2 separate regions of the Gossypium hirsutum genome follow, and region 2 is linked to region 1. A link is a contact called in public Hi-C data. All regions are on one chromosome and are shown on one strand. Each heading gives the region's core, a stretch centred on a gene start, on an enhancer-like site or on the middle of the called end of the contact. The rest is flanking DNA. Distances are from core to core; before and after follow the strand shown. Region 1 holds the start of LOC107952745 (receptor-like serine/threonine-protein kinase ALE2). Region 2 holds the start of LOC107955258 (probable indole-3-pyruvate monooxygenase YUCCA8).

Region 1 (3,595 bases), core at 507-3,006:
GTAATTTGATTATGTGGTTAAGTCATTTAGTGGGCAAATGTGTTGGATGAAAGATTTGTTTTGGATTGGTATCAGTTTGAAACTTGCAGGGAAGGTTAAATATTTATAAAGAGGTTATATTGAGTTTTAAAAAAAAATTTACGAAATATTTCTAGAGTACCCGAACAAGTCCCAATTCGATTACGTGTGATTTGGATCTCGAGGGTCCATTATAGGGACTTTATGATTAAATCAAGATATGTATGTCATTTATTTCAAATTAATTGTAAATTGTCTGATATGTTCTGTAATGCCTCGTAACCCTGTTCCGGCGATGGTCTAGGGTTAAGGGGTGTTACAGCTCGCTCCTCTAAAATTGACGAGTTTCAGTAGTCGCCTTAGATGGACAAGATTTAATGACTTATCCAACATCATGATATCCTTGATGATCTGAAGGATGTACACTTAAGCATATTGTTCTCTTTGTACTTCAGTCGAATCATTAACCAGCTCCGCTAAATTTTTTTGTATCCAAGCCATTTTGATTCGACCTTCGTAAATCATCTCCAGAACTGCACCCAAAAGATCTAAACATATAGCTCCCCAATCAGTGACTGAACAAACCCATTAACTACCAACTTATCCATGGGTAACCCCAATTGTAAATGCACGTCCTCTAGAGTGATAGTACACTCGTCGCTTGAAAAATGGAATGTGTGTGTCTCGAGTCTCCACCTTTCCACCAATGCGCTTATGAGTTTCGGGTCCAACTTACACTCTCAGCCTACAAGGGCCATGTGCCAAAAACTGGTTTCCCTCAAGTATGGTTCGATCAACGGTGATAGAGGACCGTGTAGATTACGAATATGACATTGTAAAATTCGATCTTCTACCTATTTACATAAAAATTATAAAAAACGTTAAGTTAAAATATAACAATGAAATAAAAAAAATTAAACAAGATTAAAATTTATTTTTACCGTTTACAATTGATTGATGGAAATATGCTTGATATCAAGACGGATTAGAGACTCGACCATTGCTAAATTATATAGAACACGAAAAAAATTTCTTAAAAATATTAATAAAAAATAGAATAAAAAATAGAATTTGAATAGAAATATAATTTTAGTAAAAAAATTTAAGAGAGAATTTGAGAGATTTTTGAGAGTTGATTGAAAAATTTGAGAGATTTAATAAAGAAATATGAGAAATGTGAGAAATTAGTAGGTGAGAGATTTATAGTTTCTTTTTTTACTGTCAGGGGGGAAATGACTATTTAAAATAGTTGTTGGAAGTGACTATTGGGGAGGGGAAAAACGCACTGACCTGGAGCGTTTTTCTAGTTTTCCCTTAAAGCGACACCAATTGAAAGTGTTTTAGCAAAATCAGTCTATTTCCACCATTTTTTAAAAAATTGACCTATTTCCTTAATTTTTAAAAAAATGGCTTTATTCCATAATTTATCCCATGATTACCTTTCCCATTTAAAAAAATAATTATTCACTTAAAAATTACTATTTTAAAATTTAAAATCTATGTTTAAAAAAAAACAAGTGAATGTCATGGATTTTAAATTTCAAAAAAAATTAACTCCGACAGACTCAAGTCAAAATTTATTCAACTTATTTAAAAAATTTAAATTAAATTAATAAAATAAAACTCTTGATCCAAGGCTCATTCTAATTTTGTTTGTTTGTATTATTTTTAAAATCAGAAATTGACCTAATTTTAATTTTCAAAATATGTTGGGAGTTTGCAAAACAGAAAACGGTTTGCCAAATTTCAAGTGACGGGAACAAACGGCTTCCAGGTTTGTCGTTTTCGACGGTGCGTTAAGAAAACGCGCTTGCATAGAAGCGCGTACCAGACAGCCATCATCAATTTCATGAAGCAGTGTTTGCTTTTGCTGTAGGCTACACTCCAGTAATAAAGCACCTCCCCACCTTTCCAGCCCCCACTCCCACTCTCTGTGTCTCTCACGGACGCAGTTCTCCCTTTACTCTCTCAATTTTCTACTCTCATCCCAAGAATCCCTTTTCCATGTTCTCATCTCCCAAACTAGAAAGGAAAAGGGAAGACCTATTTTCTTCTCTGCATTGTTGCGTTAGATCTTTGCCGCATTTCATGGATCTACTACAATCACGCCGACTCTCATTCTCTTCATCTTCTCTCTCCTAGGGTTTTTGTTCCGTTTCTTTTACCTTTTTTTTGGAGGGGCGCTTGGCGGCGGAGCAGCTTAGGTTTTAGTTTTGTTTGGTTTAGTTATGAGGTGTGTCGTTTCGCTCGGAGAGAGCAACGGAGAGTTTGGCTGGCGGCGAATGGTCCATCGGAAACTTAGGAATCTCCAGTGTCTCTCCGACGACTCGCACGTTGTTCGAGTTGGTGTCTGACGATGGTTGCTGTGGACTCTGGTTCGGCGAGAGAAGATGCCTGCTTTGACTCTGTTCATTTTGCTTCTTGTTTACTTACCCAGCTTTCTCTCTTGTTCTTGTTTCGGTATCACTCTTTCTGGAAACTTGCTCTTCTGCTTTTTTCTTCTTCTTTAATTTCGTTTTATCTGTTTGGTTGCGGAGCCACTAATAGATAAGGAAGGGAAGTGGACTAAAATCTAGTCCGAGTTAGCTTTTAATTTTATTTATAGAAATTAAGAAAAGGTCAGCATGCTTTATGAAGCTAAGTAGGCTTTGGCTTTACTGCTGATTGGCTCTCTTTATGTCTACTTAAACTTTCCACTATAACGTTTATCCTTTAGCTTAATCTTTCGAGTTCGCCAAAACTAAAGAAAGCGGAAAAAAGAAAATTTTAAAATGTAAAGAAGGGTTCGCTTTTTGAGTAATTTGTTAGTCCCCTGTTTTCTAATTTCATACAGTATCTTGAGAAAATAATAATAATTTGGAAAAAGGGATATCAGATGAGCTATTCATATCTTAGCCCTTTGAGGAATATACTATGGATAATATGGACGTCAGGAATAATTACATATTATTATTTATCCTAAAAGGTTAGCTCAAATTATAAGTGTTCTAATACCATTAAAGTTAACTGAGCTTCAATTATCAAATAATGTTCGTGAATTCCGGATTTCCTGTTAGTTTTCTTTGTTTTATTTATATTTTATTTTTCCATGGATGCTTCTTGAAAAGAGTATGAGCCTTAAATATTTGTATTATAGCTTCTGTATAGCAATGCTTTTGGGTACAATCCTTCTTGAGTAAACGGTCAAAATCAGTTACCCTTGGAAATGTTAAAATCTTTGTTATAGTTATCTAATTTCTTGTAATTTGTGGTTATTATGTGTTGCATGCAAATAGAGTTAAGGACATGTGTTGCCATAACGGTTACAATAACTATAGTTCATTAAGGAAGACTAACATCACTGCCATTTAATTTTTATCTTTTTTACCAGGACTGCAAATATTATTGTCTCCTTTACAACCAGTGCACCAGTTGTCTGCGATGGAAACAATCATTGATCATGGTAACAATTTATTTATCTTTAAATCTTAATGAAGTTGAATAAATTCTTTTGATTAATTTCCTGTCTAGACTTGAAATGATCAATTATTTATATCCAAGTAGGTAAAGCTTGATGTTTTATCCATGAAGCTATAAT
Region 2 (3,595 bases), core at 390-2,889, 820 kb after region 1:
CTCTCTTCTCACCATGTTTGCTTTCTGACATCTATTTCACCCAAATTCGTAGCTTTTTTTTTTATCATTGCTCGAGGTGTGTGATACATATGTACTATATAGAATGTACTATATAAATTAATCAAATACATTTTTAAATATCACAAACACCCATAGTTATTAATTTTCTTGGCAAAGTATAAACATTTACACAAAAGCCAAATGAAGGTTCAAAGCTAACCATCGTTGTAGTTCAAGGGCAATACCAGGCACGAAAAACTATAATTTGGGAGCAATATCTTTATTGTTGTAATATTAATTTAATTAAAATATTTTTTATACCCGTTTTACAATTTATAAAAAATTAATTAATTTATAATTATTTTCTCAACAACATCATATTCAAAATTTAAATCTAAATTCTGTCCATAAAATTGTAATAAACTTTACAACTAGGCTAAATATTGTTAGTCTGTTAGGAATATTAGTTGAGCATGCAAATCGTCAGCTTAGAAACATACACAGTGGAAGAAGAGGGCATGTGGATGGGTTGAGCAGATTTTTTTTCTTGGGAAGTGGTGTGAAATTAGTCGAAGTGGGTTGGACAGATGGCGCAAAGGTGGGTGTGGAGGAGGGTCGGCAGAAAGGGGCATTTGTGGGTCGAAACAGCCTTACAAGTCGCAATCCCAAGGCAATGGAGGGGCTCATGTGGGGGATCCCTCCCCCAAGATCGTGACAGTGTTAAACCCCTTCTTATTCATCAACTTCACTCATCCAATCCACGTGGGAACATCGCCGCCTATATCCTAGTCAGCACTCTCTGCCACTTAGGCTTCCAATTTCCATACATTTTAAATATTTTATTTATCCTCCCATTTATTTCTTTATTTACTTTATTTTTAAATTTTTTTATGAAAGAAACTCCTCTCTAGTGGGTCCATTAGAATCATAAGAGGATGCTGCGTCATTTTCATTTTCATTGTTTCCTAATTCTCTCCCTATGATGTTTCCACTTCATCTTCGGTTAATTTAGCTGATTTTACCTCAAATATTACAGCATAAAATAGGACCTAATTTCTTTTCCTTTTCTTTTCTCTTTTCTCTTTTTATGTTTGAAATTAGGAACATTACAATGTTTCCCTTTTTCTTTTTTTCTTTTGCACAAATTCAATATGATGTATGAAGTTGTGCTAATTGAATATGATTGTGTATTTCAATTATCATATATGTATATATATTGTTTTTGATATATAAAATGATCTTATCAAAGTTCACTTACTATGAAGTTGGTGGAACATATACAATAATTGATATAAAATAATATGGAATCTCAAGCTTGGTATGAAATCTACAAGCACATTTGATGTTGGGCATCAAAATCATGGAAACTCCATGCTTTCATTGGTAACCCAAGTGTTTTCTCTTCTAAATATATTTACATCTTTATAATAAACAAAAAAAATTATAAAGGAAAGAATAAAAAATTCCAAAAAAATATGATAATCCTTCAACAATTTTTTAAGTATAATGTATATGTATATAAGGATCTATTAAATTATTCTATAAAATAACAAAAGGTAGCCATTGGCTTATGATTTGAAACTGGACCCTTTTAAAATGCATTAAATTCTTGAATGTTATCACATGGACCTTCCTTATTTAAGCAGCCCCATCCCATCTTCTCCCTCCAAACCAAGAACAACAACTTACTCTCTCTGAAAGAAAAAAACAAACACCATTTCTTTTTTTTCTCTAAGCTCTCTAATTTCAACTCTACATTTTTGTCTCAAGACAAACTCACCGTATGACAATGGAGAATTTGTTTCGCCTTGTTGATCAAGACCAAGATTTCTTTCAGCGTAAATGGACTTTGGTCAATGGTCCGGTCATTGTTGGTGCCGGACCATCAGGGCTAGCCACTGCTGCTTGCCTGAAAGAACAAGGGGTCCCCTTTGTTGTCCTCGAAAGAACCGATTGCATTGCATCTTTGTGGCAGAAACGCACCTACGACAGGCTAAAGCTTCACCTTCCCAAACAATTCTGCCAACTCCCTAAACTACCTTTCCCTGAGGATTTCCCCGAGTACCCAACAAAGAGACAGTTCATTGACTACCTTGAATCATATGCTAAGCATTTTGATATCAACCCAAAGTTCAATGAGTGTGTGCAGTCAGCTAGGTATGATGAGACCAGTGGTTTCTGGAGGGTGAAGACCATTGTTACAAGTGGTTCAAACAAGACTGAGTTCGAATACGTTTGCCGCTCGCTTGTTGTGGCCACTGGTGAAAATGCCGAGTGTGTGTTGCCCGATATTGAAGGATTGTCAGAGTTTGGTGGTGAAGTTATCCATGCTTGTGATTACAAGTCTGGTGAAAAATTCAAGGGGCAGAAAGTACTAGTTGTCGGCTGTGGCAACTCTGGCATGGAAGTTTCTTTTGATCTGTGCAACCACAATGCTTCACCTTCAATGGTGGTTCGCAGCTCGGTAAGTCATCAGAAAAAAAAAAGTTACCTTATATCAGATACACTTCGAAGAAAAATTGAATTCTAATGGGTTTTTTGTTCTGTTTTTCAACAGGTTCATGTCCTGCCAAGAGAAATTTTTGGGAAATCAACATTCGAATTGGCTGTTTTGATGATGAAATGGCTACCCCTTTGGCTTGTTGACAAGCTAATGTTGATTTTGGCATGGTTGATGTTGGGAAACATTGAGAAATATGGACTTAAAAGGCCATCAACGGGTCCCTTGGAACTCAAGAACACAAAAGGGAAAACCCCTGTATTGGACATTGGTGCATTGGAGAAAATTAGATCAGGTGACATTAATGTGGTTCCTGGAATCAAGCGTTTCTCACGTGGACAAGTTGAGCTCGTTAATGGCGAAAAACTTGATATCGATTCAGTTGTGTTGGCTACCGGATACCGCAGCAATGTTCCCTCATGGCTTCAGGTGAGAAAATGCTCTAAAATTCAACTGTTTTAAAGAAGCCAAGATTGACAAATAAACTAATGGAAATAGTTGACATGATGAAACAGGAAGGTGAATTCTTCACCAAAAATGGGTACCCAAAGGCTTCATTCCCACATGGGTGGAAAGGAAAAGCTGGACTTTATGCAGCTGGGTTCACAAGGAGAGGGCTCTCAGGTGCTTCCTCTGATGCCATGAGGATTGCACAAGATATTGCCCAGGTTTTTAAAGATGAAACTAAGCAGCTCAGAATGAGAACTGTTGCTCGCCATAGACGCTGCATTTCACTTTCACAGTTCTAAACTTACAAAATCCTCAGGCCAAATATTTTTATTTCATCAAAAGCTAGGAAACTAGCTTTGTTCCTGTAAAAATTAATAATACTGTATAATACTCTCACCCAACAAAAACAAAACAAAAGAGGTAGAACAGGCTGACAGAGCCCTCTCCAAAGGCCCAAGTTTTGATTTTCTTTGGGAATTTTGTAAACCGAGGATGATGAGGCTTTTTCCTTTCTTTTTTTTTTAAATTTTTTTTAAAAATGTTTGTACCATAATTCAGTAATCAAGTTGAATGATACAGCAGCTTCCTTTCTCTATATCCCATCATTTCTCTGTCAATGGTTTCAAGATTCTTTCAATTCATGGT

The links. Hi-C and Micro-C count contacts between places; a contact is called where the count stands out from the background.
Region 2: a contact with region 1 is called in a Hi-C map of leaf, with 1.8 times the contacts expected there. The contact joins the promoter of LOC107955258 here to the promoter of LOC107952745 in region 1. A contact is called at or near these places in 3 of 34 Hi-C or Micro-C datasets (callus, leaf and seedling).

What each region holds. Positions count from the first base shown.
Region 1 is chrA07:41,735,191-41,738,785 of Gossypium_hirsutum_v2.1, forward strand. It overlaps LOC107952745 (receptor-like serine/threonine-protein kinase ALE2), which reads left to right and starts at 1,757. Exons shown (of 9, transcript XM_016887910.2): 1 at 1,757-2,478; 2 at 3,389-3,460. The coding sequence starts at 2,409.
Region 2 is chrA07:42,552,269-42,555,863 of Gossypium_hirsutum_v2.1, forward strand. It overlaps LOC107955258 (probable indole-3-pyruvate monooxygenase YUCCA8), which reads left to right and starts at 1,640. Exons shown (of 3, transcript XM_016891001.2): 1 at 1,640-2,464; 2 at 2,558-2,929; 3 at 3,016-3,545. The coding sequence starts at 1,784. The coding sequence ends at 3,249.